Linked DNA regions of Bombyx mori: region 2 is linked to region 1. Evidence: chromatin contacts called from public Hi-C data. All regions are on one chromosome and are shown on one strand. Each heading gives the region's core, a stretch centred on a gene start, on an enhancer-like site or on the middle of the called end of the contact. The rest is flanking DNA. Distances are from core to core; before and after follow the strand shown.

What was found. Hi-C and Micro-C count contacts between places; a contact is called where the count stands out from the background.
Region 2: a Hi-C map of midgut shows a contact between it and region 1, with 1.6 times the contacts expected there. The contact joins the enhancer-like site here to the promoter of LOC101741792 in region 1. A contact is called at or near these places in 3 of 7 Hi-C or Micro-C datasets (midgut and whole pupa).

The regions. Positions count from the first base shown.
Region 1 is chr14:6,524,571-6,528,148 of ASM3026992v2, reverse strand. LOC101741792 (SWI/SNF-related matrix-associated actin-dependent regulator of chromatin subfamily E member 1) reads left to right here and starts at 1,870. Exons shown (of 13, transcript XM_062672067.1): 1 at 1,870-2,028; 2 at 2,888-2,962. The coding sequence starts at 2,896.
Region 2 is chr14:6,576,436-6,580,013 of ASM3026992v2, reverse strand. No RefSeq gene overlaps it. Among protein-coding and RNA genes, the nearest start is that of LOC134200099, 30 kb to the right of the region's middle. Within about 2 kb of position 1,688, at least 3 of the 8 cell types and tissues checked have open chromatin away from gene starts, as enhancers often do.

The DNA.
Region 1 (3,578 bases), core at 621-3,120:
AGTATAGTTACAACGGCTGCCCCACCCTTCAAACCGAAACGCATTACTGCTTCACGGCAGAAATAGGCAGGGCGGTGGTACCTACCCGCACGGACTTACAAGAGGTCCTACCACCAGTAAAAGTAGTTATAACAATGTTGCATGATTAAATTCACTCAAGATGAAAATGTCTTTAATAGCCTCTAGATAATAAGGAGCCTCTAGGATCTTAATAACGAGTTTTTAGTTAAAATACGTTTAGATTTAGTCTTATAATGGAAACGTTAAAAAAGCGATTGATTTATGTAGATTATGTAAATCGTTACCAGTTTTCCATCGATGGACGTCGCCAACGATCTACCTCGTGTGTGCTTAGTGCGAGGGTTTTAACTGCTCGATCGCGTAGAAATTAAATCAAATTTGTATGGAGTTGGAACAGCTTCCCTTCGTACGCCGCCTCTAGCGAAGAAGAACTGAAGACAGAGCCGAGTTGGACCATCTGAATTAAAACAATAGTACACAATTATATAATTGGGCTGTGAGGTCGTCCACCCATCTAAGCAATAAAAAAAACCACAGTCTCGATCAGCGTGTTTGTCCCGCACTAGTGAATCTGAATACTCTGTTTCCAAAGCCGCAGACATAAGTCATACACAATACGTAGCCTTAGTTTATACATGTACAGATAGGCTCAAACAATGAAACCTGGTAACATGACAATTAGCATTATTATCATCTACTAATTTCGCAATGTCAAGCCACACCTATCTCGGAATAATATTAAAAGGTACCCTAGCTTCATATGCTAGATAGCTTTTATCGAATCCATGAATGCTCACTTGCACTCCGCCCATAGTCAAAACAGCCCTTCGTTGTGAATGAGTTTATATGACCATTGCATGTATTTATAATGTATTTTGGTGTGACTTAAATAACATTTAATTTTTTAATAAATTAATTTAAAAATTTGTTCAGTGCGCTTTGAAGAAACTAACTGCATTCTAGCAGTTATTATCTTTATGTATTTACCATTAGCGTAGGTATTGCTCTAATGTAAATTGTGTGTGACGATAGCAACAATAATCATCAAGGGCGTTATTTGCAAGTAAAAAAAAAGAAGACAATGTAACGTTTTTTCATAACAACAACGCGATCCGATTACCCCCTTTATCGTGTATCGTTGTGTTGGCATTTTATCTTCCAAACCAGCTTCTTTCTTCTTCTTCTTTTTTTTTTAAATCTGACATTTGTTTTCTTAATGTTTATTTATGGCCAATAGTTACATTCTCTTTTATCTTAGTTTAATTTAAAAGATTTCTACATACAGAGTATATAAAAGCTTCTATTATTCCGTTATATGAAAAATGCTGTGCGATATGAGATTAACTTCATTAATTTGAGTCTTCAATCAATTGGGATGAAATTAAAAGAGACGACATGAAATGGGATAAAAAAAAGTAAAGTCTCCGTAAAATACAGTTTTTTTAGGATTGAGAGATTACTGGTGGCCCGGAGGCCTTTTCAATTTCGCCAGGACAGATCGGCGAGCAAACACTCAGCCAGGATTTGCTAACAACTGCCCGAGCGCCTCCAAAGAGACCTAACAACCCACGAGCAGCAAAATAGTGGTTATTTACTGAAAGTTCGGTGGATTTTTTCGAAAAACCAGAGATGCCACGTTCGGTGGCTTGTGTTTAATTTTCCCACATTTGTACATACACTTTCACTAATGCCAAATAGTTAACAAATCACAATTTTTACACAATTAAACGCGAAGAGATCCAAAATCAACATTTTAAAACGACCTTAGAATGAACGTACAATTTAATAATCGACTAACAAAACTATGTGTTACATTTGATACCATAAATTGCTCTACTCTAATCTACGTTGACAACGTCAATTGTCATTTGGTTCAATTAAATTAAAAATGGAATGAAAGATGGAGATTGAAATAGGCCCGTTAGTATTTTAATGAAAAAGACGCGTTGCCATTATCGAGCCTTTTAAAAATTAAACCAAGCTTGAACTTTCAATAAAAGCGATAAGGTAGTACGATACATCATTTATTAAGTTTTAACTTACTTTACTCTTTGGTTTTTACTAAATAAGTAAGTAAGTAATATGGTTGCATAAAACTTTATTTTTATAAACAATGTATCTTGATAGCGGATTTGTTCGTATTACAACAAAAAAGTAAACAGACTTACAAAATAATTGTTGCATTATTTCCAAGCAATTTCATTCAAAAAAATTAAACATTTTAAGTTATCTTTAAATTCAAATACATCCGTACTGTTGGCATTTTCATTAAGATGTTTAACAATGCAAACACAGCGTGATCATAGCCTCTTTATATTAGCCTATCCAAATAAGACTCCAATTTAATCATTTGTAATATTAGTCATTCAGCCTCCCTTCAACAAAGTGGTTATAAAATGAAGCGAATAAAAAAGAACTGACTTTCAATATCGACGTCGTCTCTTGTTTTTTTCAGTTTTGTGATTTCCACCTATAACATTTTAATTAAAAGTATTAAGTACAGATTAAGGATATATTTTTGTTTGTTTTCCCAAACACCTTATGTAGACTAGAAATCATTAAATGAAACTTAATAAAATGCAAACGAGGGGATTGAAATTAAATTGCCATAACTGCAATACATTTTTTAAATAATCCCCATTATACAGCTGGTGTTCTTTCTGTAATTATATACATCCCAAAAATTTGAACAAGAAGTGCTTGTGAAGTAGTTTCACCAGTATTGAGTTTGTAATGGTGTGAGACTTGTTTTATAAAATGTATAATATGACTATGACACTAGCTCATAAACTATGAGTACAAAAAATAAAGAATGATAAGCCAATAAATATGCTTGTTTTGGAATAAATTCAAAATTTGGTTTCAGGTGTGCCAATGGCTACACAAAACAATTACAAACAAAACACTTCGATGTCAATGCCCAGTCCTCAGAGCAATCCGCGTTTGTATTACCAACTATAATCACAAAAAATTTAAATATATATTTTATTAAATTTTAAATATTATTAATGTAGTGAATGTTGACTGCCATTGAATTTGTAATGATATGTTCTAAACAGCTAATTTTATTTAAAAACTAGATAATACTAATCTTTTAAAAATGTTTCCTTTTATATAAACTTTGTTGGATTTTCTCTTAATTTAAGTCTGATCTGATTTAAATGTTTCCTGAGACCTCTTCATATTTACATTGATATGCTGTGAGTTTTCTTGCAGCAAAATAATGGAGGGACAAGATGGCAATCAACACATTACACTGTATATTTTAAATTATAAATTAGTAAGAAATAAGTTAGTAATAAGCTAATGTAATGATAGCAGTGCTAATTACGTTTAGATTTTTTTAATAAAATATTAATGGCAATAGTTATAGTATTTTATCAAATAGATTGTTTATTGTTAGTAAGAATGTTGTTAGATACTAACTTCATTAACATGTGAAGTTGTCGCCATTGCAAGCTTGGCAGTGCTGAGAACTGTACCTGATATAGCTGGTATCTAACTGCATTTAAACTTTTTACTTAGAGCATGACTCCCATATCTTAGCTTTTAAGCTA
Region 2 (3,578 bases), core at 439-2,938, 52 kb before region 1:
GGCGTTTAGTGACATCGAGATTTTCTATTAACCTCTAGAGAACTTCGAAGACCCTTCCTCAAGCTTTCCCGAGGTAGGTTTCCCGCTATGTCATTAGAATTACAAAATATATTTTTTTAATGAAACACACTCTAACAAAATATCTGACCAGAATTCAAGGAAGCAAAGGTAGGATAGGAGCATCAATAAAAAAGGTATTAAAAGTAGAATGTCATAGAAGTGTCGTTAAAAATTCTGTATACGTCGACACAGGTATGAGCCAAGTATATAACCTGTCTTACATTATCACCAGGTATTGGGCGGCTCTGTCCATTAAACATACATCAATTATAATTCAAACGACGTGACGGAAGGAAACATCCTTTGATGACCTCAATCATATATGGACAGGAATATCAGAATTGTGATATGGATATTCGTGCCACTGACTTTCTCTCCGGATCTACTCAGTGGGTCGCGATTCTGATCCAGTTGTAGATTCTCCGAAGCACCGCTCTTGCTAGGGCTAATGTTAGCAAATTCTCTCAGGTTGAACCCGTTGAGCCGAGCTCCCATCCGAGTGTAGCTGGAATAGCCATTGCTTGAAAATTGGACGCAACCAACCTACCAGCCAATAAGTCTACTATCGAATAGATAGGAAAAAAAGATATTCGCATTTAAATAAGCAAATAAACATTGACGCGGCTACTATGATTGATGTTACGGTGAAAAGGTGCAGTGTTTGTTTGGCTAATTCGTTTTCAACATTTCTTATGCTAAATACTAGAAAAGCACCGCTATTTAAATAGTTTTGTCAACACTTACGTCAAGGATTATCAAACAATTTAATTACCAAAGCAAATGTTAAACTCGAGAATAACATTCGTATATACAAATAGGCAAATAATGAGGTAACAGAAGCTATTATCCTTGTGATTAGTGTTTAAATTCCAGATGCAACTTAAATTTGGCATTGCACTACACTGGAAAACCAGTTGACCGCATTAAGGTGAGACTTAAATAGACTGCTAGATCGTAATTCGCCCCCTCGTCTATATCAACCAAATCATATACAGTTCATCAAAATGTAATCTGTGGTCATAACTTTTAAATTGATTCAAAGTTAACGTTAATATCATTGTCCGCTGAACATTTCTGATTTCGTACATAATATTTAGGACCTCGACATGATGATCGCCATTAAAATTAGTCTTATCAGCGCATTTGATGATAAATTGGATACGATTTTGTAGAGTTGGACCTGGTGGTAGTACCTCTTGTGAGTCCGCACGGGTAGGTACCACGAGCCCGTCTATCTCTGCCGTGAAGCAGTAATGCGTTTCGGTTTGAAGGGCAGCCATTGTAACTATACTGAGACCATAGAACTTATATCTTAAGGTGGGTGGCGCATTTACGTTGTAGATGTCTATGGGCTCTGGTAACCACTTGGGCTGTGAACGCGTCCAACCATGCAAGCAATAAAAAAAATGCACTTTGTAAATTGTAATAGTTTTACTACAATCAAACTAAAGCCGTGCGTGCGGTCTTCGCGTCGCAACGCATATTGTAAATAAAGTCTAGACTGGCGGAAACCAAGCTTGCCAAAATCGTAGTACAGATGAGTGACAAGCGGCACGCCTTCCTCATGGTCTTATCAACTCTGTTCAACTGTAAACAAAATATGAAGATGACTCATCTAGTAAAAAATAATCTTGCGCCACCGATCACTATCCTTGGTGACATGCAACGCATCGCGTATTGATGCGCCGGGTGTGATGCGAACCTGACTGGGGCAAATTATCGGACTGAGACCTCGTGAGCTTTCGCCATCGATCTCACCGGCGATTCAATTTCAAAGTCATCGCTGTCTTTTCTAGTAATTTGCCTAAAGTATTATAGTAAAAAGTGACTCTTACATCTGGTACAGCATGTTGCGCGTCTGTTTTTTTATTTATTCCCTATGCATTGTAATTGTGGTTACCGTTGCTCATTGGACATCAGAAAGAAGTACAGCCAAGTCGCTCCCTACCACTGAGTACTTTCCGTAAGCCTCGTTTGAAGAAAGGCACGTCATAGCAATCAGGAAACAACGTGAAGACGCTTCATTTCAAAGCTTAATGATACGTGGCGAAAAATCTCTGAAAACACACTCTAAGATTTTTGGGAATACACAGTCTCTTGCCTATTATTGCCGAACCGCTCAAAAGCACTCGTAAACATCAGATTCCGTCCACACCGTAAAAACAGAAATAATGGTCACATAACCACTCCCGAAACCGTTATCTCTGAAGCAAGTGACACATAAGCTACCACTGAAACACGATGACGTTAATCCTATATTTTTAAACATGATACTATTATTAAAACGATTTAGTAGTATTCGGATAAGTCGGGTTCAACAGACAGCAGTACTGTTTTCGGGCGGTCAATATTTATCTGGAGTCATGCCAAATCAATTCTAAGTAACGTACATAATTTGTTGACAAAATATAAACGAACCGTGCAAATATTTCATCACGAACTCCAATGTTGACTGGATAAATAAGAATCGATATAGCGATCAATAGTGACGCCATTTTTCTTGGCATTTTTTCCGGTGGTGTACCTAAATATAAATTACGGCCTGTCTGGTCAGTGTACCTGTCTACAGAAATCCAAGTGTGAATTTTTTTCGTGACTGAGAAAAACATAAATAATATAGTCGCATTCGGGTCATTAGTAAATTTTTCAATGAGAGATTGTAAACGTATGCAGAGCCTAAGTTGGGTAGAATGAAATAGAAATGGCTAATGGACTAGTAGTCAACCTAAGAACTGTGTTGTGTGTCGTGATCAATTGTAAAAGTCTAAATATCAAGAGCATTACTTTCTCAATGCATACTCAATGCATGTTTTTTTTTTATTGCCCTTGTAGGCAGACGAGCATACGGCCCACCTGATGGTCAGTGGTTACCGTCGCCCATGGACTTCAGCAATGCCAGGGGCAGAGCCAAGCCGCTGCCTACCGTGTCACTACCGTGGTCACTTATTCCCAAAAAGTGACCACGAGCACATTAAATGGTCACCACTTAGACAAATATAATAAATAACCAGTACAATTAGACATCCGAACGCCAAAAAAAAACACTAAGTCCACGACTCGAACTGAGCCGTGCTCTGCAGTCAAGGTCATTAACCACTAACTGATTGAGTCTTGACCACCACTATAGTCATTAATTAAAAACCATGATAGACAAATGAGTTTTAATCTTAATTTTACGTCTTCACAGACCGGAACGGTTCTGCGTTAGTGAAATTAAACTACTAAAATGAAGTAATTTAAAATTTCGCTCTCTTATTTACATGAACTTAAAAAATTTATAATAATATTATTATGTTTATTTAAAAAACAAAAAAAAAAAACGCCCTAAAATAGCAAACCAAACTAATAATTTAATTTCATATTTTCTGTTTCCTGTTGATGCCGGTCTGGATAATTTAGCGAAGTTACAAAAATTATTGGATTTTCATCAATCGTGGATGAGTGGAGTCCTGGATGGTGAATGTAATGGTGTGTGGTAAATTTTAATTAAAGTTAATCTGACGTCTTGCAGCCGGTGA